Linked DNA regions of Mus musculus: all the other regions are linked to region 1. A link is a contact called in public Hi-C, HiChIP or PLAC-seq, Micro-C and promoter capture Hi-C data. All regions are on one chromosome and are shown on one strand. The core of a region is the stretch at or near the end of the contact, and the rest is flanking DNA. Distances in the headings are between cores, read along the strand shown. Region 1 holds the start of Skor1 (SKI family transcriptional corepressor 1). Region 2 holds the start of 1110036E04Rik (RIKEN cDNA 1110036E04 gene). Region 3 holds the start of Smad6 (SMAD family member 6). Region 4 overlaps Smad6 (SMAD family member 6). Region 5 overlaps Smad6 (SMAD family member 6). Region 6 holds the start of Anp32a (acidic (leucine-rich) nuclear phosphoprotein 32 family, member A). Region 7 has its middle 48 kb from the start of Gm39359.

Region 1 (4,153 bases), core at 753-3,252:
CGCGCGCGCGGGGAGGGGCCGCGCCGTCACCCGGAGAGCCCGGCGGATCCCCGACTCCCGCCCGCCGCTCCGCCCGCCGCGCACCTCCGCTCGCCGCTTGCCCGGCTCCAGCCGCCCGCACGGTGAGTACCTGCGATCGCGAGCCCACAGCCCCCGCGCCGGCCGCCGCAGCGCTTCTTTCGTTGACTTCTCCTTTAGACTCTGTGGCGGTTGTTTCCTATCCTAACAAACGACTCCACAGCCTCGCTGCCACCGCTGCCCACCTCCCGCCTGCTTAACCTCGCTAGGCTCGCCCCTCGAGCCACAGGAGCGGGCCAGGGGGTCCCCATGCCGCCCTGAGCACTGCTCCTTGTCCCTGAGTGCGGCCCTTCGTTGGTGCTTTCTTCTTTGGCCCTCGAAATGCTGTTTCCTTCCTAGGGTCCCTCACTTCTCCGGGCTCCAAGGCCAAAAGCCCTTTGGGAAAACCCCTTGGGGACTCAGGAGCCCCAGCTTCAGGTGGACGCTCCAGGCTCAGGGTGTCCTCTTCACTCTATGCGGGCCCGGTACATTTGCCCAGAAATCCCAGAAGCCATCGTCATTTCCCACAGCTGCGGGCCCCCTTAGCCACCTCCTCAGCCTGTGTGAGAGCCGTCCCTGGGACACCTAGCTCGCCTTGTTGACCCCTCAGCCAGGGAGTTAGCACAGTAGTTTGCTTGCCTCCTAAAATGTTACTGGGGATTTCAGTGACAAGGGAGGATCAACTTGCCTCAGTTTGACTGGAAGAGATGAAACAGATAATAAATAGGTTGATACTTGAACAAGATACAAGATAGATGGGAGAAAGAGCGGTGAGCTGGCAGCGACAGACAGCTCAGGGACAGATAAGATCGACAAATAAGTATCTAAGCAAACAGAGGGAGGGAAAGATACCTGCAGACCAAAGATGCCAGGTTCTTAGCTTTGGAATTCGGATCCCTGTTAGAGTGAAGCTACCCCTCTGAAATGGATTTGCTTTTCCAGCCAAGTTCGGAGGAGGGAGTCCTAGGGACTAGATTGGCGGCAAGAGCGCCTGCCGCCCAGCATTGGGTCCATGGAGCCCTGAGTGTCTGAAGACACGTGAGGTGACTGGGCGACCTAGAAGGCCCTAAACATCAATTCCTGGGTCCTCCACCAGGCTAGACTGTGGATACAGCTTCCTCTCTGCCTTCTCCAGAGATCAAAGCGAGGGACCAGCAGCAACTTTTTAGTGCTTGGAGTTTTACAGTGGCTTCCAAGAGTGGCCAAGATTCCTTCTAGCCCATCTGAGCTGATGTCGGGGCATGAAGGATACTCAAAGAGGAGTCACCCCCACAAAAGGAGCAGCCCAGAGCCTGGGGAGCCTGTGTTGGGTCTGAGTAAGAAAAGCTGTGTGGAAGAGGACAGAAAGCTCAGGGGCATGTTTCCAAAGCTAAAAAGTGACTCCAGAGAAACGCCTGTGAGAACCTCTCTGTCCCAAGCGCTGACAAGAGGGGAGCCGGCTTTAGTCTGGAATGCAGCTAAAAAATGCAGAAAATGTGGTTAGAGACTGCGTGATCCCGGCCTAACTGATGGCTGGCAAGAAAGCGTTTTGTAAACCCAGCTGGACTCTTTCTGCTCAAGGAACACCGGGCTCAAGGAGTCAGAAGAGAAGTACAGGTTTGTGCAAACCGGTACTGTTGTCCCTGGAAGCCGGTCACCACGAAGATAGGTGCATTGGGGGCCACCCGAGGTCGTGGTGCACGCGACAAGCTTTGGAAAGGGTAGGGTTCAGCACCGCGAACAGCAGTGGCCTCCTCCTCTTCCTTCTATCCTCCTCCTTCAACCTCCATCCCTCCCCCTTCTCCCTGCCCCCACCCCTACATCCTGCAGTTTGTGATGGGCAGTGAGTGCCCCTCCTTCGCCTCCCCACCTCTCCCTTCACTGCCCCCGCCCGCACGCGTGCATGCGCGACTGAGCAGAGGGGCCGCTGGTCCCTGAAGTCCGGGCTTCAGGACCCTGGCGGGCAGGGCGAGCTGTGAGGTAGCTGAAGGCACGCAAACCTGAGTGCCGGCTGGAAAGCCTGGATTTGGCTATGGCATTGCTGTGTGGCCTTGGGCAAGTCACTCTCCGTCTCTGGGTCCCACTTCCTTTCCAATCTGAAAACAGGATTGGTTTCCTGGCAGCCGGGGCTTTCCTGAGGTTTCGATTTTCCCTTTTCCTCCCTTAGCCCCCCGGGTGCTTTTGTTTCAGCTCAGAAGCTGGTCTGAATAACAAAAGGGGCCAGTCCGTGGGACGAATGAGCTTGAGCTCCCCACTGCCAAGTAACCCCCTCGCACCCCACACGTTGCGCCCCGCTGGGCGGGCCTGAACCTAGGTAGCGGCGCTAAAAAAATGGCTCATCTGCTCTCTGCTCTCTCTGTTTCGCAGGAGCGGCGGCATGGAGGCTCTCACCACTCAGCTGGGGCCGGGACGCGAGGGCAGCTCCTCTCCCAACTCCAAGCAAGAGCTGCAGCCCTACTCGGGATCCAGCGCCCTTAAACCCAACCAGGTGGGCGAGACGTCGCTGTACGGGGTACCCATCGTGTCGCTGGTCATTGATGGGCAGGAGCGCCTGTGCCTAGCCCAGATCTCCAACACCCTGCTCAAAAACTACAGCTACAATGAGATCCACAACCGCCGCGTGGCCCTGGGCATCACATGCGTGCAATGCACGCCGGTGCAGCTGGAGATACTGCGTCGGGCCGGGGCCATGCCCATCTCCTCTCGCCGCTGTGGTATGATCACAAAACGAGAGGCCGAACGCCTGTGCAAGTCGTTCCTGGGCGAGCACAAGCCCCCCAAACTGCCTGAGAACTTCGCCTTTGACGTGGTGCACGAGTGCGCATGGGGCTCTCGGGGCAGCTTCATCCCTGCCCGTTACAACAGCTCTCGTGCTAAGTGCATCAAGTGCGGCTACTGCAGTATGTATTTCTCTCCCAACAAGTTCATCTTCCATTCGCACCGCACACCCGACGCCAAGTACACTCAGCCCGACGCCGCCAACTTTAACTCGTGGCGTCGGCACCTCAAACTCAGTGACAAGTCGGCCACCGACGAACTGAGCCACGCTTGGGAGGACGTCAAGGCTATGTTTAATGGCGGTACGCGCAAGCGGACCTTCTCCCTGCAAGGGGGCGGCGGAGGCGGCGCTAATAGCGGGTCTGGTGGTGCAGGGAAGGGCGGCGCTGGTGGCGGTGGCGGTCCAGGGTGCGGCTCAGAGATGGCCCCAGGCCCACCGCCCCACAAAAGTCTGCGCTGCGGTGAAGACGAGGCGGCTGGGCCTCCCGGGCCACCTCCACCGCATCCGCAGCGCGCACTTGGCCTGGCGGCGGCAGCTAGTGGCCCTGCAGGACCTGGAGGACCTGGGGGCAGCGCAGGGGTTCGCAGCTACCCGGTGATTCCAGTGCCCAGCAAAGGTTTTGGCCTCTTGCAAAAGCTGCCCCCGCCTCTTTTCCCGCATCCTTACGGTTTCCCCACAGCATTCGGCCTATGTCCCAAAAAGGACGACCCAGTGTTGGTCGCCGGAGAACCCAAGGGAGGCCCTGGCACCGGGAGCAGTGGGGGCGCTGGCACCGCCGCGGGTGCGGGTGGCCCGGGAGCTGGCCACTTGCCCCCAGGAGCAGGGCCCGGCCCTGGTGGCGGCACAATGTTCTGGGGACATCAACCTTCCGGCGCAGCCAAGGACGCAGCGGCGGTAGCTGCCGCAGCTGCCGCCGCCACTGTATACCCGACGTTTCCCATGTTCTGGCCAGCAGCCGGGAGCCTCCCGGTGCCTCCTTACCCGGCCGCTCAGAGCCAAGCTAAGGCCGTAGCGGCCGCGGTGGCTGCGGCTGCTGCTGCAGCGGCGGCGGCGGCTGGCGGGGGCGGTCCTGAGTCTTTGGACGGTGCCGAGCCAGCTAAAGAGGGCAGCCTCGGTACGGAGGAGCGCTGCCCGAGCGCTCTATCCCGCGGGCCCCTGGACGAGGACGGTGCGGACGAGGCGCTGCCACCGTCTCTGGGTCCCCTGCCCCCTCCGCCACCGCCACCTGCTCGCAAAAGCTCCTACGTGTCAGCCTTCCGACCCGTAGTTAAGGATGCAGAGAGCATCGCTAAGCTCTACGGCAGCGCGCGCGAGGCCTATGGCTCCGGACCTGCTCGC
Region 2 (4,153 bases), core at 847-3,346, 900 kb before region 1:
TTTTCATACGGGGCATACGTTGGGTGAGGGTCAAGTGCAGAAGAATGCATGACCATTTGTCTTTGTGGCCATTTCTGCCTCGAAAGAGCTGAGCTCCCCATCTGATGGATGATGTCATGTAGGAGATAAAACAGCAGCGTCTGCCACAGAGGTGTAAGGACGAATCAATTGGACTGGGGAGCCAAGGACCTCAAGAGAGACACAGTAAATATGTACAGTAGCTGCATACTTTCATTAGAATTGTAATAATGAAATACTACCTATTTGGGTGGTTTAAGTAGCAATTTAAATTTCCTACAATACTAGAGGCTGAAAGCCCAAGGGCAGGGAAGCTGGTTTTCTTAGAAGCCTATTTCCCTGGCTGCAGGTAGCCAGCCTTTTGCTAGCCTTTTGCTATCCTTCCATGAGATCCTTGCTATGGGTACTCATCCCATAACTTCTCTGGTTATCTAAACTCCCTCCTGTCCAAGGACACTACTCAGTTTGAATGGGAGTCCATGATAAGGGCCTCATTTTGTCTTAATGACCGTGTGTGTGTGTCTGTCTGTCTGTGTGTGTGTGTTTTCGGGATGCACATGTGTGTACCTGTGAAAGCCAGAGGGCAAACTTGGATTTCATTCCCTGGGCTCTGTTCATCTTGTTTTCCAAAGCAGGAGTCTCTTACTGGCTAAGAACTCACTGACTGTCCGGACTGCTGGCCACAGAGCCACAGGGATCTCCCTGACTCTGCCTCTGACACTGGAGGAGTTTCATGTGTGTACCACCATGATGATGTCTGCTTCTACATGTATTCTGAGGATCAAATTCAGTTTCAAGGTACAGGCAAGACAAACACTACTAACTGAGCCACCTCCCCAGCCTCCATAACAACTTCTAAACAGCCCCTACTTCCAAGTACAGCCCAGTTCTGAAGTACTAGATGCCAGCCAGTCAGTCAACATGAACTTGGTGATGCCACAATTTTGCTTATAACAAAATCCAACGGCTATCAGTGCTCATCCCTGGGCTGAGGGGATAGACTTGGAACTTCCAGGAAGCTGGAAGCATTCCAAGAAGATTTCCTGGAAGGGAAACTTCAAATCTTGGTCAAAAGGGAATCAGAAGGAAAGACTGGAAATTCCAGGCAAATGAAACAGCAAGAACACAAGCCTGGAAACAGGACGCGTTTCAGGAAAGATAAGCTGGTGACTGTCTGGATGAGTCACGGGCAGAGTCTCCCAGAAGGTAACGTTGTGAAATGCCTTGGATGTTGGAGAGGCTCGGGGCTTGATTCTGCTTCAATAAGGACCCATTGAGAACATCTGAGCTCAAGAAAGAGGAGGGTTGTACTTTGGGCCAGAATCAGGGAAATCGCTGTGTGGAGCAGGCTTGCCATTTAGAGCATGCGACAGAGAAGCCCCTGGCTTGCTGATTACACACGGCTGGAGTCGCCACCAAGTTTTTGATTCAAAGTGCCTTGATAGCCCCTGAGCGTATTTTGGATTTTGTTTTTTGCTTTTTTTTTCCCTTCGCCCAACTTCTCAGGGCTGCTACTCTTGATGGCCCGTGAGATTTAGGAAGCACCGGAATTTTACTAGGCAGAGAGAGCAGAGTCCCGGCAGGCAGAGGTGTGGCTGCTCCTCTCCCCTCCTGACTAGGCAATCACCCTGGAGGACAGCAAGGCCAAGGCCTCAGGGGAGGTGGCGCCAGTTCTGGAGAGTCATCTTGTGTCTGGTTGCCATGGCATCCGGCACTGCATAGGAGGGCCAATCCGGCTCCCCCGCCGGAAATAGGGTGATCACCTGGCCTCCGCGCTTTCCACAGCGCCGCGGGGTTTTCTGTTTGTTTGGTTTGGTTTGGAAGCAAACACCAAATAGTTAAACTTCCCGGAGCTTGTATCCGGCAGAACAATTCTACGGAAGATACTTTCCTTTTCAAGCTGGGGGCCGTTGAGTCTAAGCTCGTCTTGGCTCCGCTTGGTTTGGCCCTTTTACTCCGGCCACGCCCACTCCAGTCCAAGCTGGCCTTCTCTGCCTTTGGCTGTGCTCACCTGCTACCTCGTGAAGAGCAAGGTCCCTGGAGTCCTGCTGCCCTTCCTGCTGGTCATGGGGAAGATCCTCAACTCCTTTGTAGTCATACCCTCACCTGAAGTTTGGGAGTAAGACACCACCTCCTCGGGTTGCTAGGAGGAGTAACTGAGGGTGAACTTGGAAATCCCCCGGATACTACAAAACAGTACAACGGGCACGTGAAGCTGCATTAACAGCTCTCATTATTTTTACCTTTGCTCTTTTGTAGTGGCTTAGTCACCGGCCTCACACGCTTTATTGATTTTTACCCACACTGGGTATGGTGGAGAACTGTGAGTTCAAGGCCAGCGTTGGCTGTGTAGTTTGAAGCCAGACTGCACTCCCTTAAGACTCAGCTTTGGGGGCGGAGCACTGGTGGCGCACGCCTTTAATCCCAGCACTTGGGAGGCAGAGTTTGAGGCCAACATGGTCTACAGAGTGAGTTCCAGGACAGCCAGGGCTACACAGAGAAAAAACAAAACAAAACAACAAACAAACAAAAAAAGACTCAGCCTTGGAAAGACATAAAACAAACAAAAAAATTCCATTACAGCTTAATTCAGAATAAAAAGAGAGAGACTATAATCCAATTTAAGAGAAATACAGTATACAGTGTCTGCTTAGCTTCAACCAGGCCCTCAAACCTTGCGTCCTGGCTTTCTAGGCCAGGATTTCTGCCTCCTACCCGTATCATCTCCTACCTAAGCACTCACAGGAAGTGAGAGATCAGGCAGAACACAAGCTGGCTCCTGCAGTAAACGGCTTCAAAAACTCCTTCTCTCTCATAAAATCCAGATGCATGCTTTCATGCTCAGGACTTTTACGCCCGACCTACACTGCCGCTTCCTGTTTAGTGTCTGCCACCAAGACTAAGGTGTCCCCTGGAATTTCTTAACCATTCCATGCTCTTTATATATGTCAGTCTCTCTGCTTGGGATCCTCTAAGCTCCATTTTTCTTTTTGTTGTTGTTTTGTTTTTTTTTTTCTTCCTCACTTTAAGAGAGATACCATCAAGACTGTAGTGTCCCACTGGGATTTCAATGTGAGTGTGTGTGTGTGTGTGTGTGTGTGTGTGTGTGTGTAAGCACTTAAACACTCAGTATGTAAGCTGTGAAGGCTCCGAGGAAGGCTATGGAGGCAACCAATGGGGCCTTTCTGCAGAGAAACTCTGTGAAGCATTACTTCCTTGGCTGCCCAGGTTCCTGTTCACACTGCGTCTACTCTGCCTCTTTTCTCCCCGGGTCACATCTCTTACTGAGCTCCCCAGGAAGAGCGGCTCTTCCCAGGGACTTCGTGGCCCATCCAAGCTAGCCAGGCCCGGCTCTACTTAGCTTCTGGGATCGGATTAGATCAGGAGTGTTCAGATGATGTGGCAGAAGACCTTGCCGGGGACTTTGATACATGGAGACATGGGAGACATGTAGTAACCTTGGCTATTTGGGGGTAGCCAAGTAGAGACTAAGTGACCCCAGGCAGCTTTGTTTCAAGGTGCAAAGAGCATGTGCTTCCTGTGGGGCCCAGGCCCCTCATCTTGCCCTAAGGGAGGATCTTTGAGGGGATTCAGCCTCTAGTTAGGTGAAGTGCCAGTAGGGTCCCAGGGCTTAGAAAGATGCTTGCTCTTCACATCCTCAACTGTGTGCTCTGTTTGCATCTGATCCGTTATTTACTTATTTCCTGTATATTTATCTGTGTCTCTCTGTGTGTCTGCATGTTTGTGAGTGTGCCCATGGAGGTTGGATGAAGGCATTGGATCCCCTAGAGCTGGAGTTACAGATAATTGTGAGATACCCACCACAGGTGCTAGGAACTGAACCTGGTTACTCTGGAAGAGTAGCAAGCGCTCTTACCACAGAGCTGTATCTCTGGCCCACAACCCCACAACTTATTTTTAAAATGTATATGTGTGGGCAGAGGGTACAGCTTGGCTGGTGCAATGCTTACCCAGCATATGTAAAGCCCTCACTGGGTTCAATCCCCAGCATCACGTCGTGCCTGATGCCCTTAGCTCTAATCAGAGCACTGAGGAGGAGTAGGCAAAAAGCATCGGAAATGCCAAGATAAGATCGTCCTTGGTTACTGTGGTGCTGTGAATATGAATGGCCCCC
Region 3 (4,153 bases), core at 559-3,058, 880 kb before region 1:
GTAAAGAGCTCAAAGCATCTGCTCTTATTGTAACCCAGAGGCAAGGCAACAAAATCTTCGTAAGAGAGAACATAATTGGCTTCTCTTTGTATTTATTATTTTATTTTGGGAGACTTTCGGAGACAGGGTCTTACGCAGGCCCAGGCTGGCTTCCAGGTCTCTGTGTAGCCCAGGAGAGCACTGAACTCCTGATTCTCTTTCCTCTACCTCCCAAGTGCTGTACTCATGGGTGTGCACAATCCTGTAGGCTCTCTTTGCGTTTTAGGATCATCAACTTCTTCAGGGATGAACGGAAGCTAAAAGACAAGTTTGTGTGGGCGCTTCTTGCCCACTTTTGATGTATGCACTTATTAGTAAGGATTTCCTAGAATCTTGAGAAACCAAGGCCAGGACAGCTACTCATATTCACCTTGGCCAAAATAGTGAAGGGTGGGTGTGACAATCGGCCCTGCAGCACTGGAGTACCTGGCTCCAGGTAAGACTCAGGGAAGTAGTCTGTATCTTTCCTACACACACGACCCTTCCCCCAGCGCACTTCCAGACCCGTTCCTGGACTTGCACACCACCTTCGCTACAGCAGTCCAGAGCACAGGTATCCTAAAGGGGATCACAAGTCCGCGCCCCATCCTCCCCACTCCGCCTCCCGCGGGGTGCGGCGTCAAGCCCCAGGCCAATGAGAGTAGCGGAATTTCTTTCATTGAGCTCGGGGCCCCGCTCCTGCCCGGAAAGGGGCGTGGTGCTGCGCCGGGGGTGGGGCCGCGGCGCGCCAGGGGAGGGCGGGGCCGGCCCTGCGGCTGGGCCAATCGGCGCCACGCCCGGGAGGGGGAGGGGGAACCAGGCCTTTTTTCCCCTCCGCGCGGGGCCAATCCTGACTTTACAAGCTTGAACTTTTGCCACCCTCGGACTAGCAAGCACGCCCGAGGAGGTACCCCGCCGCGCCGGCTCCAGGGCAGGAGCGGCCTTAACCCTTCCCATGCCGGGTCCCCAAGTCTGTCCCCAACTTGCCCCCGTTTTTATAGTGAAACATAACTGGGGAAAGCACGCCCCTCTATCACTCTCGAAGGGGCATAAGGTAAATCCTCGAAGGGAGAAGAAAGCGCCTGGCCTTGAGAGGAGCCTAGGACGCCAGGAGGGAGAGCCGGGGCGACCAGGAGGAGCCATCCAAGAGCACTCCTGCCTCTACCCCACCCTGTCCAAGTCCCCACCTCGGGCTATCCTGGAGCTCCCTCGATCACCCGCCCCCCAGTGTAGCCTAGGCGGAGAGACCCCTAATTTTGGGCAGGGGGTGCGTGGAGCCTTCATAGGACACGGAAGAAACCCGCTATCCCAACTTCGCCGCCGCCCCCCAACTCCCCAGAGACGGAGGGCAGGAAGGCGCACACACACGCCCATTTTTATTAGCCCGCGCTGAGGCTGGGGGTTTGGACTGACTCTAAAGTGCTATGCGCGTTTGCAAGTTTGGGCACAAGCCAGAGAGAGGCAAAGGGCCGCCTCGGAGTCCGGGTCGCGGTGGGTTCACCCAGCAGAGCTGGGCATCAGGGTGTGAGTGTTTGTTAGCGCGTGTGCGGGACGGCTGGTATCCGTGCCCAAGGCACGACGTGAGCTTGAGAGTGAGTCGCGGGCACTGTCAGCCTCGGGGCGGGGGTGCTGGGGCGGGCGAGGGGCGGGGGCCCGCGTTCGGCCCGCCCCGGGAACCAGCCCCCTCGGAGCCTCGGGCTCAGCAATGGGACGTGTTCTCCTTTAAGAGTTAAGAAACTTGAAACCTTGTTTGCGCAACAATCAGCGCCGCGGAGCCGCCAAAGTGTCTAGACTGGCATATGATGGGAGGCAGCCAATGACTCCGCGGCGCTCCTCCGGGGGCCCTCAGTGTGCGTTTGAGGAGAACAAAAAAGAGAGAGAGCGCCGAGAGGGGGAACGAGCGAGGGAGCTGAGTCCAGAGAAAGAGCCGCCGGGCGCTGCCTCGCCAAACCTCGCTGGGACCGCGGGGCCACCAGGAGGCACTTTGGTGAAGGGGGGGGGGGGCGACCTCGGCAGCCGCGGCGCCCGAAGCGACCCAGCGCAGCGTGGGGCGGGCTGCGACCTCTGCTTCGGTGGATTGCATTTTTAATTAAGGATTCCTAGCAGCTCTTTGGGATTTTTTTTTTCCGGCTTCCACTCATGTGTTGACACCCGCGTTCAGGAGAGACTTGCCCCAAGTGCACCGAGCGCCCGGGACCTGAGACGGAATTGCTTTTCGTGCGTGCAAAATCCAAGCATTTTGAGTTTTGTTTGGGACCTTTTTCTTGCTTTGCTTTTATTTCTATTTTTATTTTGTTGCAGGGATATGGGAGTTATCCACAAGCCTTAGTTTCGGATCCTGCAGGGAAAGCCCATGTAGCATAGCTTGGCTTTTGAAGGCAGAGTTGTGCAGACACATTTGGGGGCACGACGCAAGCGCTTTGTGCTCGTGTACCAGCCGCGCAACTTTTGAAGGCTCGCCGGCCCATGCAGGGTGTCTCTAGCATCGTTTCGCTGGTGGCTTCCCTAAGGCTCCAAAGCAGCTGGAGTTGAGCGGTCCCGGCCCATCGTGATCCATGTAGCCCGCTGGTCCCTCGCGGACTGAGGCTCAACACGCGCGTGTTCCCGGCCCGGCCCGGCCCGGCTTGGCCCGGCGCGAGCTCCCTCATGTTGCAGCCCTGCGGTGCCCCTTCGACGACAGGCTGTGCGCGGTCTGCACGGCGCCCCGCGGCAGAGCTTCATGTGGGGCTGCGGCCCGCTCAGCCGGCGCCTCGTTGAGGGAACGGACCCCCGGTAACCGGAGACCGCCTCCCCTCCCACCACCCCAGGCGCCAAAGGGTATCGTATGTTCAGGTCTAAACGTTCGGGGCTGGTGCGGCGACTTTGGCGAAGTCGTGTGGTCCCTGATCGGGAGGAAGGCAGCGGCGGCGGCGGTGGTGTCGACGAGGATGGGAGCCTGGGCAGCCGAGCTGAGCCTGCCCCGCGGGCACGAGAGGGCGGAGGCTGCAGCCGCTCCGAAGTCCGCTCGGTAGCCCCGCGGCGGCCCCGGGACGCGGTGGGACCGCGAGGCGCCGCGATCGCGGGCAGGCGCCGGCGCACAGGGGGCCTCCCGAGGCCCGTGTCGGAGTCGGGGGCCGGGGCTGGGGGCTCCCCGCTGGATGTGGCGGAGCCTGGAGGCCCAGGCTGGCTGCCTGAGAGTGACTGCGAGACGGTGACCTGCTGTCTCTTCTCCGAACGGGACGCAGCAGGCGCGCCCCGGGACTCTGGCGATCCCCAAGCCAGACAGTCCCCGGAGCCGGAGGAGGGCGGCGGGCCTCGGAGTCGCGAAGCCCGCTCGCGACTGCTGCTTCTGGAGCAGGAGCTCAAGACGGTCACGTACTCGCTGCTCAAGAGGCTCAAGGAGCGTTCGCTGGACACGCTGTTGGAGGCTGTGGAGTCCCGAGGCGGCGTACCGGGCGGCTGCGTGCTGGTGCCGCGCGCCGACCTCCGCTTGGGCGGCCAGCCCGCGCCACCGCAGCTGCTGCTCGGCCGCCTCTTCCGCTGGCCAGACCTGCAGCACGCAGTGGAGCTGAAACCCCTGTGCGGCTGCCACAGCTTTACCGCCGCCGCCGACGGGCCCACGGTGTGTTGCAACCCCTACCACTTCAGCCGGCTCTGCGGGCCAGGTGAGCGTGCGCAGGGTCGCCTCGACCTCCGACTCTACCGTCCTGTTCCCTTTCCCTTTCCCAATCTCTTTGTTGGATACACTAGGGATGCTCCCCCCCTCCCGACCGCCCCCCTCCCCCGGTACTGGGAGCCTGCAGGGGATTGAGGAAAGTTGAGGGCTAGATGTCTGCAGTTTCAGATGGTAACTTTATTTTGTGGCGCCGGCGAAGTGAGAAAGGGACACGTTCGGGTTTCCATATGCAGCCTCTGGGATTTAAAGATTGCAGCTCTGTGAAACGGGATAGTAAGCCATGGAGAGGCTAAAGGTGGAAATGCCACCTCTCCTTTGGGGACTCACCTCAGTCGGTACATAGCTTTTAGCATTTGTAAGCATATCCTATACCCCTGATCTGCTCTTCCCCACCCAGGTAGGTATGGCTGTGAAGCTGTCAGTAGGGAAATCACGCCTAACGTCAGAAGTGTTTGCAAAGATGTTTGACTTTGTCCCTTT
Region 4 (4,153 bases), core at 1,127-3,626, 830 kb before region 1:
CCAGAGTGTGGGGATTAGCAGCCTGGGGTGGGAATGGGGACATCTTGGAGCTCCTTGCCTCTGTGGACAACTGAATCTGGGTCCTGCTGGGACTTTGGGAACCAATAGAATGTACATTCCATCACCTCCTTGGGGTGATGGAACTGGGTGGTCATCTGTCCTGAGTAGGTGAAGGCACCACATTCAGTGGTAGTGCTATTGGTTTAATATATCCAGTTCACGTCTGCTGAGGCTCCTTCCATGTGCTAAGCCCTGGTGGGAGAGAGACCGCGCTCCTACAGGGACGCTTAGTGAGGGCGCTGTGTGTCTGTGCATCTGTGTACTTGTGAGGGCTCTGGAGAAAGAATTCTGCCACCTGGGTTGGCCCATTCTGTGGGATGCTGGGGGAGGTGCTGGTGACTCAGATCTGGAGACATTTCTTGGGACAGAATCAGAGCAAGGGGCCTAGAGTCTCCTCACCTGCTGATTGTTAGCCTCAGATGGCAGCCTGAATGGTACCTGGAGCTACATGTGAAAGGGTACTCTCTTCCCACCCCACCGTTCCGTGGCCCTCCAAACAGGCTGCACAACAAGAAACCAAAGTCCAGGCATCTCCCAAGCCTCCGCTTTCTTAATATCAAAGTCATGTGTCAAGGTCAAAGACAATACATCGTAAAGCTGACTGGTGGGGGAGGTGGCCTTCCAAGGAGGAAGCCACTTGACCACTCTGGGTGGGTGGTCTTTCCTAGCCTGTCTTAGCGGGTCGCTGTGGAAGGTGCTTGGACACATGGGACCTTGGCTTCTGACTCAACCAGCATGCATAGCACTTTCACAGGCCCAGGGAGAACCCAGGAGGAGAAGAAAAAAGTCTCAGATACACTAGTGATTTCTCAGGTCTCCTGGTGACTTGGTGACCCCTGGAGCTCTATGGCCATCTTGCCTTTCCTTTGTCCCTTTTGTGTGAAACACTTCAGCACAGCACTCTGCTAATGGACTCTCAAGGCTTGGCACGAGCTTTCACTCCCTCGCTCGCTCAGCTTTGCTTTAAGTCAGTCACCAAGGCCCAGGAAGCTGGTGTTGTCTCACTACTTGTAGAATCTGGGATGAGGGGCAGGTGGTAAGGCTGAGGCTGTGGCCAGGAATGGGTGGGAAGAGTCCCTGACCTGGCCTGGTGTCATCTTGGCAGTGGGCAGCTTCTGTGGGTGAGTGTGGCCATCTCCGCTGAGTCCCATAGCTTCTCTGTAGTACTACTGCTCTGAGCTCCATGACTTCCCAATCCCTCCTGGAGTTTGGTTCCCTCGGGTGACCTTGGCCATACCTAAGCAGGCAAGCAATGTTGGCTTGGGGCTTCTCTCCCAAATCCCTCAGTGGCCCTCTGTAAGAGATGTCAGAGGTCATTCAGCTCTCAAGTGTCCCTTCCAGGGGACTGGGACAACGGCTGGGTCGGTGAAGAGCTTGCCACACAAGCACTTGAGTTTGGAACTCCAGAACCCATGTGAAAAGCCGGGCACGGTGGCTCATGCTTGTTATCCTGGTGCTGGGGAGGTAGAGACAGAGAGCATTTCTGGATAGCCAGTCTCACCACAGGAGAGACTTCTTAGTTCAATGAGAGACCCTGCCTCAAAAAATAAGGAAGCGAGCAAGGGAGGAAGACACGTGACAGTTGACCTCTGGCCTCTACACAAACCCACACATACCTGTCCACACACATGCACACATGGGAACACATACATAGACATACACCCCCACCCCCAACACACACAGAGAAAATAAAAATTAAAAGATTCCTTCCATAGCTGGGGAAACTAGGCTCCCAGAAAGGAAGAGACTTGTGCCAGAGTCAATGGTATCAGAGACTTGGCCACAATGTGTGGTGACCCTCACTTAGAGGCAGGAGTGTGCCTTGCCCTGCCCCCACCATGGTAGACTGGTTCCTGCGATTCACAGCTTTCTCTGCCTTGCCTGGAACAGGCCTTCCCAGCTGCAAAGCCCTGGCTAAAGGCTTCATAACTCTGTGGAGTTTGGGGGGAAGCAGGTGTTGCTGAGGGCAAGAGTGACATATGGGGGCTCAGGACACCTCCCTCCGGTACCTCTCAGGAGTGCCACAGCTGGTCTCCCCAGGCTCCCTATCCTTGCCAGCCCCTTGCTGGCATGTCCTTAATGTACCGTCCTTAAGTGTCAGAGACAAAGGGCCAGCTCCCATCCCCTCAACCCTCCCATTCTAAGGCTCCTAATTCTGTCATCGCAGAAACAGCCACTGTCACTGGCAGGCTGTTCTTGGCCTGTGTCTCGTGATGCCTGTATTCTGCAGCCTGGTGACTCTCTACCTAGGAGGGGCGACCTTGTTTTGTGATGAAGGACTGTTCTGTTTTGGCACAGTCAGCCACACTCCCTCTATCCAGGCAGTGTTTTCCGACTCCCGCACTTGCCTATGGACACGCAGGCACGCCATCCATAGTCCTGTGTGCAGCTCTGCAAACTCTCCTGGGTGGGAGGAGCTTAACACCGCGGGAACCGCCTTGAATTTAATTATGTGTGCAGGGTCTGTAGGGAGTGTGGGGTGGGGATGAGTTGTGTGCATGGGAGTGCAGTTCCTGAAGAATCCAGAAGGTTGTCCGATCCTCTACAGCTGGGAGCGCAGCAGGTACAGGTGCTGGGAACTGACTGAACTCTAGTCTTGTCCGAGCCGTGCCGACCCGTCTCTGCCGCCTCCGGCTGTCCTCCACTGTCCAGTGGAGGAAACACTTGCCCTCCTTGCTGCATGTCCACTGTATGGGTTTCTCAGAGTCTCTGTGGCGGGAGGTGAGACTCTGAAATGAGAGCCTGCTAGCTGATTGGCAGGGCCATTGCAGTGTGATCTCCCGGAGTTCTGATGCCTGTCTTGAGGGTGGGGTACAGTTACTAACCATCCTGATTTTACAAATGGGTTCTCGGAGAAAAACACACCTTTTGACTCTAGACCTGTAGGTCATGACCCCCTTGGGGTAGCAAACAACCCTTTCACAGGAGTCACATGAGAACAATTGGGAAACATAGTTATTTACATTGTGATTCCTAATAGTAACAAAATTACAGTTATGAAGTAGCAACAAAATGATTTTATGGGAGGGAGTCACCACAACATGAGGAACTATGTTAAAGGGAAGGAAGCCCAGCCGCTGTAGACAGTGGTATTAGAGCTCAGAACTTCACTCAAGACTCCATCGCGAGGGTTGCGATGAGACTCTGACTCCTGAGGAAACTCTTGGCAGCATCAAGATGGACTGGGGCGAGGATGAGGATGGGGCTCACAGGGTTGGGCATACAGGACGCCTTACTCACAATCCCTCTTCTGTTGCTCATTTGCTGTGTAACCTTGGATAAACGTCTTTCCCTTTCTGGCCCTGTAAAGTAGTACAGGGTAGTACTTAGGGTAGGTTATAGCTGAGCTCAAGAGTCATCCAGCAGACACTCTCATAGCCCACAGGATGTTAACAAGCAGGTCTTTCTGGACTTCCAGGCCCCATCATCAAAACAGGGCTGTATTCCCTGCTGCGTGGCAAAGACCATCTCACTACCATCTCGCTAGGCCTCAGTTTCCCATTTGTACCAGGAGATGATGTTCAGATTCTCTCAGGCAGGATGGAGAGAGACAGGCAGCTGTCACATATTTGTTTTAGATCGGTGACTGGAGGACTCCTCCAGAGGTTGCACTGGGGTGAGGATGGAGGGCAGCGTGTGTGTGCGTGTGTGTATGTGTGTGTGTGTGTCACTGTTAAATGTCAAGGCGGATCTGAGGTCCTGTGTAACTTCCTCTAGAACATGTGCTTATCATGGGCTAAGCCCTCAGTTTCATCCCCCACAGTACACACTCGAGTCCCAAGATGTCCTCACCACATCTTCCTTAGTGGCTTTACCACCAGGCCACACTGGTCACTTATCCCAGCCCGGAAGCCTGGCAGCCGTGGTCCCCAGCCCTCCCTGGGCTCTGTGGGCCCCTGGCATGTTACAGGATTCTTTCCTCTTTGCCACTCACTGCCCCGCCAGAACCCTGATTGTGGTTGCTGTTTGTACCTCACTTTAAAGATGAATGATAGAGGCTCCAGGCTGGGGAGCAGTAGGGACCACCCCTTTGGGCCCAGCCTCCACCTCGTGGGGAGGTGGGGAAGCCACTGTGGGGCTGGACTTGAAGGCC
Region 5 (4,153 bases), core at 1,071-3,570, 810 kb before region 1:
TAACTGCTGTAAATAATTTGTATAGCTTACATTTTTGAAATCTGCTAACAAGAGTCAGTGATCGCTGTTAATTTCCAGGTTGCTCATTTCCAGGCAAGGCATCGTCTGACTGCAGCTGACCCCAGTGCCCTGTGAAGTAGCTGCTGACTGTATCCCTGTTGTGCAGTTTTGGAAACTGAGGCCCAGAGGAGCAAAAAGTCACTTGCCTGAGATGGCAAGAGTGTTATTACTGTTTTAGGGTACAAATTGGGCTTCACTGTCCACCCCCAATAAGCCAAGGAGTAATGAGAAGCAGATAACGGTGGTTTACTCAGAGTGGCAGCCCTGGGAAGAGGAACAAATAAATAGGTCCAGTGACAGCGCCCCCCCCAAGGCCATCATTAGGGACTGACATACGACGTTCAGGTTTAAATAGATAGCCCCGTCCAAGGGGCGATCCTGCACGAGCATCATTGGCTTGTTATTGCCTAGGATCCAGTCCCTCCTGCAAGGTGGCCTGACAAGTTGTCAGAACAGTGTGAAATCTCTGTTCTCCCTCTTGCTGACACCAGCCTTCTGCCTTTTCCTGCTCCCAGCATGAGATTCCTGGGGAAATTCCAATTCCTTGGGGACAATTGTCTGATGGCCAAAGGGAGGGTCACAAGTGTCTCTCAGAATATTTTCTGTAGGGATTGTTACCGTTGCTGGTGAGTGGCAGGGCTGGACTTTGCACACAGGCTTCCTTGCTCCTGATCCAGTGCGTGAAACCCATGCCCTCTGCGGAGATACCACTGGTCCCAGCTCCATTGAGCGGTTTCTACTGTGACATGTATAAGTCACTTCACCTCTTTGGACCTCCCCTCAGTCGTCGGTCCAGTGGACTTCCTGTTCCTGGGCTCCCCTCTCTTCTTGCTGGCATTCTCCCTTTCTGTACCCATCTCGCTTTTGCCAGCAGAGCAACCAAGTAGCCATGTGGGGCGGGAGGACAGCACGGTCTCCACACTGGAGACCCACAGTTAAAAGAGCCCCTGCGGTGGGCCCGGTGCAGGCCCGCAGCAGCGGTGGCCAGATCTCTTGTGATGTAATGAGCGATTAGGAACTTCCTCTTGGAAGCCAGGCTTCCTCTGGGAGCCCGAGGTGCTGGCTCTGAGGTGGGGGGTTGGGGAGGTGGGGGGGAGCTAGGAGGAGGAAACTCCTGTCAGCTGGGCCAGCCCGCGTTCAGCAGAGGCTCGCTCGGCTGGCTCTGAGCTGCTGACCATTAACGTGGCCCTGTGTGCATTCTTTCTCTGCTTTTCTGAAGCAGCCAGGGGCAAGGACAGGCCCTCCCTCCCCTGTGAGGAAGGCCAGGACCATTAATGAATGCTGCTGGCTGGACTGGCTGCAAACCTGAAGCCATTTCTTCGGCCCCAAAGGACAAAGGAGAGTTCCTTGGAAACTCGTTTCTTCCCCTCAGTTTGATAACAAAAACTACTTATCTAATGGGCAAATAAGGCTTTAAAAGGGGTGTTAGGTTAACCAGATGCAGGGCCTGCGTAATTGTTCCCAGGCTCTGGAGCCACAGATGAAACGCTGCCGGTTGGATGAAGGGAACTTGAAGCCACAGGCATGACTTGGGACAGAAGAAAGTAGTTTTCCAGGAGAGTGGGAGGCCCCCATGCAAAGGGCTGAGAGAAAGCCCTAGGCTGATTTCCAGTTCTGCCACCAACTTGCTGTGTGACCCCTGAGCTAGTTGCTTTCTGGATTTTAGAGAGCTGGTCTCTTCTCTTCTCGGCACGCCACAGGGAGTGGATTTGGTTCTTGTCTGAAGCTTACTGCCAAGCAGTCTTTATTGGTTGTTTTTAATTGGTGGCAAGGACGGTGGTATAAGCTAGGGAGATGTGAAGCCCAGCAGATATTAGGGATACGGTGGGGACGGACCACCCCACAAACCTCCCGGGAGTGCTTTGTCTTCTCGCCAGACTGGGACATGTTTTGGTCCCTTCTTGGGATGGCCCACCCTGGGCATTTGTGGTCAGAAGGCGGAGAGAGGGCAGGAGAAGACATTTCACTGTGTTCGTGCTTTAGCTGGATCCTGTGAGGGAGCACACCACCGCGCTCCTGCACTTTGTTTTGACAGAAAATTGCTGATTCGAATAAGCTTAAAGACATTTCTTGGGATTCCACCGCTCTCCACCTCCTCCGGACTCCAGCCAGCCCCCTTGAGGTCCAGTACCCCCCTCCCACACACACAAAATTACATGTTGGTCTCTAGGCACCCTGGCTGGGCAGAGAGCTCTGGAGGAAGGCATGGCAGACTGTGGCTGGGCCGAGCAAGGGAGACGGCCTTTGTTGAGGCTGTTTGCCTGGTGCTCAGAGAAGGCTGCCACCACCCTCTGGTGGCAGGAATGTGGGTACCTCTGGGAGACAATGGGGGCGAGGGGCTGTCACCTGGGGGACCTTCTGAGACTCCTGTAGATGTCAGTAGCTACAGCCAAAACCTGCTTAGCCTAGTGTTTAGGTTGTGGTGACTCTTCTGGGGTGTATATATACACCCCGATTCCCATCGTTCCTGTCTTGGAAGTTCTCTCCTTCCTGTGTACCTACTCCTCAGGTTATCAACTGCCCTGATTCTCCTCCTCCTCTTCCTCCTCCTCTTCTTCCTTCCTCCTTCCTTTTCTTTGTATGTATTTACTGCAGTCTTAGGGGATGGAACCTGGGGCCTTGAACATGTAGCCCAGAACTCCTCACTGAGAGCTGCCGCCCACCTTTGCTATTGCATGTTTTATCAGCTGTTCTGCCTATGGAGAACTTCCCGCCTCTGCCTTTCAGTGGATTTTCTGTGTGTGACTTCCTTCTCCAAGCAGGCGCACTTAAGGGTGGTCCATTCTGCTGTGCGTTTGGTGTTTGTGGAGTTGGTTGGTTCCTTTCTTTGCTAACCCGTGTCCCTGAGAGAGCCACACCATCCCCCTGTTGGAGACCGGCTGAGCAGGGCTCCCAGCAAGGGACTGGCTAGAGTTTGCTGGGACATAGAAATTCAGAGCTGCACATTATAGCTACTTCCTCGGAGAGGACCGAGGCTGAGAAAGGAGGCAGTTAACTGATCCTGGCTAGAAGGCAGGGCTCCCAGCGTTTCTCCTCCCACCCACCCCTCCCAGCGGGACCCGTTGCTGGCTGGGAACTAGGCCAGGCCCTGAGCAGGCCAGGGATTGGGGAGGGGAGGGAGGAGGGAGAAGCGTGAGTTTCGGTCAGACCTCGGTCACCTTTGATGTTGCTCTGGTCTGACTCCCCCGGTATTTATTTGCAATTAAAGAGATGGTTCCTAATTAGGCTGGTGGCTGTGGAAGATGACAGGGCCAGAGCTTTGGAACCCCAAAGAGAGAAGGCTCTTTCTACAAGACACTGTCCCTGATGAGTAGAGTAGGGCCATGTGGGCTCATGGGTGCAGCCTGCCTGCTCTACATCACTGAAGCACACCAGCGCACAGCATACAGGTCTCCACAAAATTGAGTTCTTGGAGCTTGTGAGCGTTGAGCATGGAGCCACAGCTGGGCTCATTCTAGATCGTAAGTGTTCTTTCCATCCCTTCTGTTACAGGGCAGGTCGGTCACCACAGGTGCCAGTCCAGGAACTAACCGAGGTGCTTTACAGAGAGTGTAAAGGGCCCTCCCACTCACAGTCCTCTTGGAGCACCTCGAAGCTTGAGTCCCCTTGCCTGGGTTGTTGCAACAGGCCTGGAGCCAGTGAGCGAGATGACGGTCTCTTTCTGTGTATGCTTGATTTACTGTTTGAGTTTCTAGAGAGTCCAACAGTGGCCCCCGGTGAGCAGAGCCCTCGATGACTGATAAGTTCTTACAAAGGAAGAGAGGCGAGGTTTGGGTACATGGAGAAGCTTGCCAGTCAGGTGGCTGCAGCCATGTGTTTACCTCATTCAAGGATTTTAAGTCCTAGTCCCAACTTTGCCATCTCTGATGGGTGGCCTCAGGCAAATCATTATAACCCGGGTGCCACCTTCCAGAGATAAGGCCACTGAGGTCCACGTGTGGAACCCACAGGTCCTCTCTAGACCAAGGTTTCTTTAGTTTGTGTCAGGAGGAAATGTTTGAAAACAAATACCCACAGGACAAAACCAAGCAGATTGATCAGTGCTGTAGCTACCCACCCCATTCCCACTTAAACGTGGGGCTTGGGCATCAGT
Region 6 (4,153 bases), core at 548-3,047, 810 kb after region 1:
CGACAGGTCAGCACAACGTGCTACGCGAGCCCCCAACTCGCCCGAGCCCCAGACCCTCAGGCTAGACCCGAGATCTTTCCCGCCCGCGAGCTCCTGCTCCCTACTACCGAGCCTAGAGGGGAAGTTGGCTAGGGTTTCCACCGCAGACCCTAAGGTCTCTCGAATGGGTCAACTCGCAGACAACACGAGTGCGTGAAAGCGAGAGGGAGACAAAAATAAACAGTAGCTTTCGAGTCACCCACCAACCCTCACTTCCCCTTGCAGTGGGCTCGCGCCCAGCCTCCCTGTTCCCACCGGTGTAAGTTTCCTCCTGCCATACTCCCGCCGCTGCCCAATCCATAACGGCTACGGCCAGACGAACTGCCCATCCCAGAGCTGCGTGCCTGCCGTGCCCGCAAGAATGTAGACTGGGTCGGTCCCCACAGCGGCACTAGCTCTGGGCAGCTCGGGTTCTGATAAAGTTTCTCGTGCCCATTTATTAACCAAGCGCCGAATGGCTGCCAGGGAGCCCACCCCAGGAGAAGCAAGGACCGGGAAGGTGGGGTGTCTGCTGCCGATGAGGCGTCAGGGTGCCAAGGCTGGCATCTGGGGAGGGAGCCGGGGGCCAGAACGGGACGCAGCCTCCGGGCAACTTACATTAGCGACGCTCGTGGTTGGGGAGGCGCGAGGATTATCTGAGCATTTGCACACTTCACAATCCCTCCCCCTTAACCTAAGGTACCCCCCCTCCCTTTCCGCGAGGAAGAAGGGAGAAAAGACAGCATCTGGCCCAAAGGTGGGGTGGAAAGAGTGAGAGAGAAAGGAGAAGGAAGGCAGACAGAGAAAGGGAGGGAGGGAGAGAAAGGGCGCGTTCACGAACACGACAAAGTTACAAATATGGCTCCCCACCTCTCGCCTCATCCCCGCAGAGAAACGAAGACGCGCTTTAAACTCGAGCCATCTCCCAACTCCGCAGCAGTCGGGTCCCCACGCGCTCTCCCCGGGGTCCTCGGGCTACATTGATCAGAAACTATACCGGACTCGCGAAGCCCAAAACTTATTGTGTGCGAGCGAGCGAAAGAGACTGCAAAGGGAGGGGGCAGGCGCGGGAGGGGGCGGAAAGGGGGTTACGCTTCTAAAATATAACAACCCCTTTTTGTTGTTTAATCCAGGAGGCAGCCCATCTTCTCCTCCCCTCGATCATCTTTTCCATCCAGATGCAAGTCGTGGGAGCTGAGAGCTCGGACGAGGGTGAAATTGCCGCCTTCCCTCCGACCCGAACGCGTGCGCCCCGCCGGCCCCCCGCTGGGTGCACACTCGCACGCACACCCTCGCACCCATACCCGCACACGCGGGAGCACACGCACAGGTAGTCAGTCACACACCAAGGGCAGCAGCGACGGCGGACGAAACATGCTCCGGTGGCATTGCAACCCCCCCCACCCCCGCCATCCAACCTTGCAATTCATTTGCAGTCAGACCCCAAACCCCACACCTTCCCCGGAGCCCCCCTCCATAAAAAAGTGCCTTCCCCCCAAAACACACACGCACACATAACACAAAGTAGGAGAATGGACCGACAGAGATATTTTTGGCAAATGCTCACATCAGAGGGCGTCCTGTTCCGCAGCTCTAAATAAATCCGTTTGTCCATCTCCATCTCTCGCGCTCTCTCTTTCTGCAGAGGATCCTGCGCCAGCGGAATTCAATCAATAAACCCCGAACCCACGGCCGCGCGTTTTAGGACTTTGAAGGCTCAACCAGCTCCGCTCGGTTCTCGAGCCCCCAGCACCCGCGGCGCACACTAACCTGATCGCCGTAGAGGCGGGACCTGCGGCTCCTTGCGTGGAGCGGCGGCAACAAGAGCCAATCAAATGGCGAGGCTTCGGACGCCAGCCAATAGTGGTGGTGGCGGCGGGGGGCAGGGTCCAATGGGCATCCTGCGCAGCGGGCCAGGGAGGCTCAGCCATTTGGCTGTGGTGCCGGAGACGGACCCCTTTAGATACCGGGGCCGCCGAAGAGGAGCGCGGCTGCACCTTGGTGGTTGCGCGCTGGGGGCGGGAGGGAAGGCAGGGCAGGTGCGTGGACCTGAAGGTTCGTGGCCGGGGGCGGGGCCGCAGGTGCGTGGACACGGGAGGGGCGGGGTCCTTGCGGGGGCATCCTCTGGGTGCTGGGCGGGCGGACGAGGCCTGGGGCGCGCGGGCACAAGGCAGGCCCAAGGAGGGCGCGCATTTTTGGAGCGCACGAAGGACAAATCCCACCACACACACACACACCCCGGGATGCCCACTTGGCACAACCCCTCCGACCGGTCTGCTCCCATCTCCGCAATTAAATAATCAAGTCTTAAGTGCATGACGCTCCCACATCCAAAGGAGCGAGGGCGCGATCTCGACCCCAGAGGCTTGGCAATCTGATGCCCTGTCTTAAAAGAAGCAATTCCCCGAGAGTCATCGGGGGGATCTTGTATAGGGCAATTAATGAATGGAAAGGCCGCAGATGGAGAACTGTATAAAATATTAAAAAGTGGAAAAGGAAGGTGCTGGGAACTGCCGATTCTCAGAGCCGAACATAATTGACGGGCTTTATAGGATTTTTTGAGAGAGAGCGTTGCACGTTTCATTCTAATCGTTTGGTTGGATCTGCATTGCCAAAGAGTCGCTAACTGGGGGCACTTACGCCAGGTCTTACAGTTGCTTTGGGTTTTGTTTTTGTTCGACCACGTTACGTTTTTTAAGAAACCTTTACAGCCCTGGTTCCCATTGGGTTACCAGCTTCCTATGGGCAGCCCTCGGACCTCATGGTACTATGTGGATGTCCGGCTGTGAACAAATTACGGGATACATGTTTAATTTTATTCACACAACTTTATCATAGTGTCTTTTCCTATGTGTCTTCATCTACACGCTTCTGCAAACACCCCCAAAGTAATTCTTTTTTTGAGACATTAGAACTAAGTATTTTATTTAGTTAGTTCTTTTAGATCAAACAAATGGATTTGAAAGCTGATAAATGTTTATTCTAAGTAGCTGGAAGTACAAAATAAAACCATTTCGTCTGGGTAAATATGTAATTTCTTTACGTTGTTCATTTGACATTTCTTATCCTTAGATTTTTGTTAATTTTTACAAAGGCTGTATATCTGGAATGTTTCAATTGTATTGTTTCCTTTTAAAAACACAAAGAACTCCAAATTATCTCTTTGCCAATGTATCAGCTCATGTTTCTGGATAAGGTTTTTAAAGCAATAATAGTTTTTCATTACAAATATTTTAAGAAGGTGTAGTGTACAAAATCTGTTATAGCAGAAGTCTTGAAGTTCTTGTTCTTTTGGATGGTAAATGCTCGCTTGCTTCTTAAACACTGAAGTTGAGGACCTGCTATCAGCAGTGTTGTGAGAGAGTCCTTTCCAAGGAATAACTCTCAAAACACATCGGAGCAAGGAGGTGTCCATTCTACCTCCTCTGCTAAGAAGCCAAGAGCTCAAGTGACAGGGACAGAAGAAAACAGAATTGTGAAGAGGTGGAAGTTTCATATGAAGAGAAACCAAAGTGTTAGAGACTAATTAGAATAGAAAACTGAAAGTGTTAGACATCACTTCATTTTGGAGCATCTTCCTTTTACAAATTTTGAAGAACAGCTTTTGCATTTAGTGTCACAAAACTGAAAGATGGCTTTTACTCGGTGTCAGTCAGTATAGAAGCTGAACCATATATATATATATATGTATATATATATGTATATATATACATATATATATATGAATGTGTGTAATTATTATTTACAGGGTTATTAAATTACATTTTTATTGTGTGTTTTAGTGGTAGGTACTGCTCCCAGTTGATCTGTATTTCAGGAAAGTAGTAAGAAAAACCCAACCTCTCTTGGGAGAATTTTTATATGGACCTGGAACAGGTGCGGTTCCTCATTACAGACTGAAACTACAACAGGCTTCGAGGAATAGGCAGTCTGATGCTGGGCAGTGGTGGGCAGGTGGATTTCTGAGTTCGAGACCAGCTTGCTCTACAGAGTGAGTTCCAGGACCAGGACCCCCATGGCTACACCGAGAAACCCTGCCTGAAAAAAAACAAGGGAGGGGGGAAGGACTAGGCAGTCTGTAGCAGTGTTTGATTCCTGCTGGGAATTAATGAGATGCAAATCAAGTTTTGAGCCT
Region 7 (4,153 bases), core at 591-3,090, 700 kb before region 1:
CAGTCCTTCATAGATGGCCCCTTATATAGCATTAGCTTAGCGGCTGGGAATGCGAGTTCTCAGCGCACCACAAACGTATGCATGCTCTTTGGCAAATCCACAAGTTCTTTTTCAGTGAAGGCCACAGAAAGGCAGCTGCCCAAAGTGCCAGGAGTGCTCTGTTAGCCATTACAGAGACTCCTGGAGACCGTGGTTCTCCACTCTCAAAGGGGAGTTGACTCAGACACACCACCACCACCACCACCTCAAGGCTTTTACAGTGCCAGTTTCCATAGCATCCCATGTCCCACCTTAGTCCTATGAACATTTGACGTATGCTGTCTCCTGCATCCATTCGTGCTTCCCCCCCTCTGCAGATGACAGATAAGGGGCGTGGTCTTGATCCTCTGTCTTGCTGGGGGAAGGGGTGCTGATGGGCCTCTCCACTCTGCTGGCCACATTTGGAGCTGTTCCCCAAATCCTCTGCCCTGGGCCCCTGCCCCTGGCCTATCAAGACCCTCTCTACACCAGGAAACAGGTGCATCCCCCCCCCCGAATTCCTGACTCTCCTACTTCCCACAGCTCTGTAGGGAAACAACCATCCCCTTCCAGGGACCAGAGTACCCTTCTCGACCCTCAAGCTCCCATCTCTCCAGTTCTCCTCTTCACTGGGGGGAAAAATCCACCCAACAGACCAAACCTGGGGGTCAACAGACTCTGAAATGCACAAGGACTGCTGAGCTCAGGCACCGCTAAACCCCAGCCTGGAACTCAGAAAGGACTCCCCTCCCCAAGACAATGCTTTCTCTTTCCTTATCACAAACCTGATACCCAGGCTAAGGATGTGGCTCAGCTGAGACAGTGGTACAGTGTTTGCCTAGGGTGCGTGAAGCCCATGGTTCAATTCCACCACCACATAAACCAGTGTGGTGATGCTTACCAGCAAGTCTAGAACTAAGGAGGTGGAGGCAGGAGGATCAAGAAGTTCAGGGTCATCCTCGCTACACAGTGAATTTTGAGGCTAGCCTGGGATACATGAGACCCTGTGTCAAAACAACAAGCAAAATCCCTAACATTAACTATCTTCTTGATAGTTCATCTGTACCCTCCTCAGGGTCCTGAGGCCCACCTCTGCCTCAGCCCAGGGCATCCCTGATGGCCAGCCATTATGCCTCCTGCTGCTTGGTATGACTTCATTCCCACCCCACCTCCCACTTCCAACGTCTCTTTCTGATTTGTTCTCTGATTTGCTAGAGGTGATGTTTAAATGAGCTACCCTCATTACTCTGACAAGGGATCAGAATTTTTGAGAGCCTTCTTCCCCACGTCCTGTAAGAAGTGAGTGACATACCATTCCTGGGAAGATCTGGACATCCAGTAAACAAATGATTCACCTCCCAAATTAGGATATGTGTGAGCAAGGAGGGCTCATTCTAGTCAGGCATGGCAGTAGGTGTGACCCAGGCTTCCCTGGACTTGTGGCTGCCTGGAGACTATGGACTGGGGTCTGTTCTCTCTTTCCCTTGTTACGTCCTGTGGAAGGATGGACATTTTTCATGGTCTTCAGTGTAGTACACATGGAGGTTTAGAGTTGGAAGGTGATATGCTCACTGCCAGGAGAAGTCTCGCCCTTCCAGCCAGCATATTGCTAGTTTGTAGACTAGCACAGACAATGGGCCTGTTCTTTGAATAGTTCTCAGCACTTCTGGGACTTCAAAGACAAAAGACACCAGTATTTTTATGGTCCAGGTAAGAAGAAACCCAGGGTAGATGCAAAGGCTGATTGAGGTGTCTTCTTCATGCACCATCCATAAGAAATCCATTTAGTCAAGTGCGGCACTGTGCCATGATCACCACAAGAGGGCGCTCACACACAGACAAAGACACACTCCATCTGTATTTTCCGCAAACTAGTGCCACCATCTCACCTGTAGGTTGACTGTTTAATTTTCATTCTGAAGTAATGATGCACCCGTAGGGAAGTTGTGAATGTTTTACTCGTGATATTTAAGCCTTCCACAGATGCTGCTGGAATGCTGACCCAAGCCTACTGTGTGTGAGTCTTCAGGTATGTTCCTGTTTTCAGGGACATCTAAGTCACGAGCATCAGTGCCACCTGGTTGAGGCCCACCCTCAGTGGCCAGGGTCACTCGATGACATCTTCTAGCAGGTGGTGTCACCTCTCTGTCTATTCCATCGGGTTTTCTGCAGCACCGCTGTTGGAGGTGACCTCTAGCTAGGGACATTAGAGGCGTCTCCATACAGCCCCCTTGCTGGAAGAGGCTCCAGGCAACTGTAGGCTCTGGAGCTGGTCTCCTTGTGAGCGGTTGGCACCATCGATGCCCAGTGACATTCAGTCTGGTACCTTTCCTGTTCTAGAACCTTCACTGACAGGGAGGAGTCAGGCATCCACCATTGTCACTGTGGACACTTAGACTGATTGGTCCTCAGGTGACCAGTGGCCTGTCTCTGCTGCTACCCCTCCCCCAGGCGTCCCAGCCTCACCTCTCAGAGCCTCACCCTCCTCCACAGACCAGAGCAGCCACTTCCTCCCTGTCCTTGCACTGATCCTCAGCAGGGTCCGTTTCCCTCCTGAGGTCTGTACTGCCCTGGCAGGTGGCTATGCCTCACACTGGGCAGGTTCTGTCCCTAGGGTCCCCCAAGAGGTCATCTGTATCCTGCACTTCCACCTCTGTATTTTGAACTGAGGGGGAAAGTTTGCTGGAAACTGGATTGACTCTTGGCTTTTCCCAAGGCGGGGTTAACATTCCATCATACCTTCATACCCCATCACTTCACACTGTCATTCCCACTTGTCCTGTCCGTCAATGCAGGGTGTGTGTGTGTGTGTGTGTGTGTGTGTGTGTGTGTGTGTGTGTGTGTTCACTGCTTCTTTGGAGAACCCTAGGGGCTCCAACACAAACAGCAATGGCATATCATCCCATCCATCTTACCCCTGGGACATACCGCCTTTTGACTGGCACCGGTGCCCCTTTCAATCCCCAGTGGGCTATGAGACTCTGGCTGGGCATCTAAGAGAAATCTAGTACAGCTTTGATAGACAGCGTGATGGATAGTTTTAATTGTCAACTTGACAGAAAGTGGGATCACCTGGTAAGAGAGTCTTGACTGCGGGACCGTCTAGATCAATTGGCCTGTGTGCACGTGTTGAGGGTATTGCCTTGCTTTTGCTAATTGAGATGGGATGATCCAGCCCACTGTGGGCAGCACCATTCCCTAGGTTTGGATCCTGGATCGTATGAGTGGAGAAAGCAACTGAGAGTCTGGTGCACACATTCGTTCTCTCTCAGCTCTCTAGTGGATGCGACGTGACATGCTGCTTCAAGTTCCCCAGCCTCGATGGAAGAAACCCGGATTCATGAGCAAGTCAATCTTTAATCCCACGGGATGTTTTCGTTGGGGCATTTTCATCACAATGAGAAAGAAAACCAGGATAGACAGATTAGCTTTTCTGCAAAGGATCCAGCCAAGGAGGACCTGTGACACCTGCCATCAACCATTCATTTAAAAAAAAAAATCCCACAGGTGGGCTGGAGAGATGGCTCAGTGGTTAAGAGCACTGACTGCTCTTCCAGAGGCCCTGAGTTCAATTCCCCCACATGGTGGCTCACAACCATCTGTAGTGGGATCTGATGCCCTCTTCTGGTGTGTCTGAAGACAGTGACAGTGTACTCATATACATAAAATAAACAAAATCTTTTTAAAAGCAAATCACAGATGAATGTGACTCAAGGCAGGACTTTCCATTCACAGTGTTTGCTGACCACAACCCTTCTGCGGAGATCTTTCACCTGTACCTTAGGCTGCCCCTGGATCCTGGACAACTCTTACACCAGATCCCAGCCTGTCTGCTCATTGTCCTGAAGCCCTTGGGAGGTGGCTTTTTACTGCCTTGCTCACAAATGTGTAAGGGACATTAATGCTAGTCCAGGTAAGGTGTTAGGGGATTAGATGGCTTCAGGTGACTTACTCTGGTCTTATTATGGGAAAAATGCATATAATTTGTTTATCTCAGTCATGTTATCATGAATATGGGATTGTAGCATCTTCTCCCTTGTGGGCACAGCAGAGTTTTACATGATGACTGTTTGGTCAGTCTCCATCTCAAGATGAGAACAAACACAAGTTGTAGCCATCCTGAAAAGCTCACAGG

Evidence for each region. Promoter capture Hi-C pulls out the DNA fragments that hold promoters and counts their contacts. A called contact is a pair of places that touch in the nucleus more often than the background predicts. HiChIP or PLAC-seq counts read pairs in DNA pulled down with a chosen protein or histone mark.
Region 2: an H3K4me3 HiChIP or PLAC-seq map of embryonic stem cells shows a contact between it and region 1, with 7 read pairs. The contact joins the promoter of 1110036E04Rik here to the promoter of Skor1 in region 1. A contact is called at or near these places in 3 of 39 promoter capture datasets (the C10 cell line, hippocampal neurons and stem cell-derived epiblast-like cells), 1 of 484 Hi-C or Micro-C datasets (embryonic stem cells), 6 of 115 datasets of contacts at active chromatin or transcription factors (bone marrow-derived macrophages, embryonic forebrain, embryonic stem cells and 2 more) and 1 of 9 other capture datasets (liver).
Region 3: a promoter capture Hi-C map of embryonic stem cells shows a contact between it and region 1, with 28 times the contacts expected there. The contact joins the promoter of Smad6 here to the promoter of Skor1 in region 1. A contact is called at or near these places in 6 of 39 promoter capture datasets (the 3T3-L1 cell line, cranial neural crest, embryonic stem cells and 1 more), 1 of 15 datasets of contacts at CTCF or cohesin (stem cell-derived epiblast-like cells), 26 of 484 Hi-C or Micro-C datasets (B cells, CD8 T cells, cortical neurons and 6 more), 10 of 115 datasets of contacts at active chromatin or transcription factors (bone marrow-derived macrophages, embryonic forebrain, embryonic hindbrain and 3 more) and 2 of 9 other capture datasets (embryonic stem cells and liver).
Region 4: a Micro-C map of embryonic stem cells shows a contact between it and region 1, with 1.9 times the contacts expected there. The contact joins the enhancer-like site here to the promoter of Skor1 in region 1. A contact is called at or near these places in 3 of 39 promoter capture datasets (embryonic stem cells, hippocampal neurons and stem cell-derived epiblast-like cells), 2 of 484 Hi-C or Micro-C datasets (both in embryonic stem cells) and 4 of 115 datasets of contacts at active chromatin or transcription factors (embryonic forebrain, embryonic stem cells and forebrain).
Region 5: a contact with region 1 is called in a promoter capture Hi-C map of embryonic stem cells, with 7 times the contacts expected there. The contact joins the enhancer-like site here to the promoter of Skor1 in region 1. A contact is called at or near these places in 4 of 39 promoter capture datasets (embryonic stem cells, hippocampal neurons and stem cell-derived epiblast-like cells), 1 of 484 Hi-C or Micro-C datasets (embryonic stem cells) and 8 of 115 datasets of contacts at active chromatin or transcription factors (T-cell acute lymphoblastic leukemia, astrocytes, bone marrow-derived macrophages and 4 more).
Region 6: a contact with region 1 is called in a Micro-C map of embryonic stem cells, with 8 times the contacts expected there. The contact joins the promoter of Anp32a here to the promoter of Skor1 in region 1. A contact is called at or near these places in 1 of 39 promoter capture datasets (embryonic stem cells), 8 of 484 Hi-C or Micro-C datasets (CD8 T cells, embryonic stem cells, regulatory T cells and 2 more), 11 of 115 datasets of contacts at active chromatin or transcription factors (the NIH/3T3 cell line, embryonic forebrain, embryonic limb bud and 4 more) and 1 of 9 other capture datasets (adipose tissue).
Region 7: a contact with region 1 is called in a Hi-C map of bone marrow-derived macrophages, with 19 read pairs. The contact joins the enhancer-like site here to the promoter of Skor1 in region 1. A contact is called at or near these places in 23 of 39 promoter capture datasets (the 3T3-L1 cell line, 3T3-L1-derived adipocytes, the C10 cell line and 15 more), 7 of 15 datasets of contacts at CTCF or cohesin (the NIH/3T3 cell line, embryonic stem cells, large pre-B cells and 2 more), 199 of 484 Hi-C or Micro-C datasets (the 63-12 cell line, the AML12 cell line, the AtT-20 cell line and 102 more), 49 of 115 datasets of contacts at active chromatin or transcription factors (the 230-238 cell line, DN3 thymocytes, the HPC-7 cell line and 31 more) and 5 of 9 other capture datasets (embryonic stem cells, embryonic tail, liver and 2 more).

The regions. Positions count from the first base shown.
Region 1 is chr9:63,144,829-63,148,981 of GRCm38.p6, reverse strand. It overlaps Skor1 (SKI family transcriptional corepressor 1), which reads left to right and starts at 2,002. Exons shown (of 9, transcript NM_172446.3): 1 at 2,002-2,175; 2 at 2,404-4,153. The coding sequence starts at 2,069.
Region 2 is chr9:64,047,772-64,051,924 of GRCm38.p6, reverse strand. It overlaps 1110036E04Rik (RIKEN cDNA 1110036E04 gene), which reads right to left and starts at 2,096. Exons shown (of 3, transcript NR_040713.1): 1 at 2,030-2,096.
Region 3 is chr9:64,019,714-64,023,866 of GRCm38.p6, reverse strand. Smad6 (SMAD family member 6) reads left to right here and starts at 1,808. Exons shown (of 4, transcript NM_008542.3): 1 at 1,808-3,662. The coding sequence starts at 2,843.
Region 4 is chr9:63,974,479-63,978,631 of GRCm38.p6, reverse strand. All of the region lies in intron 3 of Smad6 (SMAD family member 6), which reads left to right. Among named protein-coding and RNA genes, the nearest start is that of Gm36033, 32 kb to the right of the region's middle. Within about 2 kb of position 2,376, at least 28 of the 459 cell types and tissues checked have an H3K27ac peak or open chromatin away from gene starts, as enhancers often do. A contact at or near this core is called in embryonic stem cells, where this site is marked.
Region 5 is chr9:63,957,483-63,961,635 of GRCm38.p6, reverse strand. All of the region lies in intron 3 of Smad6 (SMAD family member 6), which reads left to right. Among named protein-coding and RNA genes, the nearest start is that of Gm36033, 15 kb to the right of the region's middle. RefSeq lists an enhancer at 85-3,321. Within about 2 kb of position 2,320, at least 136 of the 459 cell types and tissues checked have an H3K27ac peak or open chromatin away from gene starts, as enhancers often do. A contact at or near this core is called in astrocytes, bone marrow-derived macrophages, craniofacial prominence and 4 more, where this site is marked.
Region 6 is chr9:62,338,987-62,343,139 of GRCm38.p6, reverse strand. Anp32a (acidic (leucine-rich) nuclear phosphoprotein 32 family, member A) reads right to left here and starts at 1,797. Exons shown (of 7, transcript NM_009672.3): 1 at 1,586-1,797. The coding sequence starts at 1,639. It overlaps Gm20346 (predicted gene, 20346), which reads left to right. Exons shown (of 2, transcript NM_001378702.1): 2 at 1,152-1,638. The coding sequence ends at 1,216.
Region 7 is chr9:63,842,013-63,846,165 of GRCm38.p6, reverse strand. No RefSeq gene overlaps it. Among named protein-coding and RNA genes, the nearest start is that of Gm39359, 48 kb to the right of the region's middle. Within about 2 kb of position 1,840, at least 6 of the 459 cell types and tissues checked have an H3K27ac peak or open chromatin away from gene starts, as enhancers often do. A contact at or near this core is called in the SCID.adh cell line and bone marrow-derived macrophages, where this site is marked.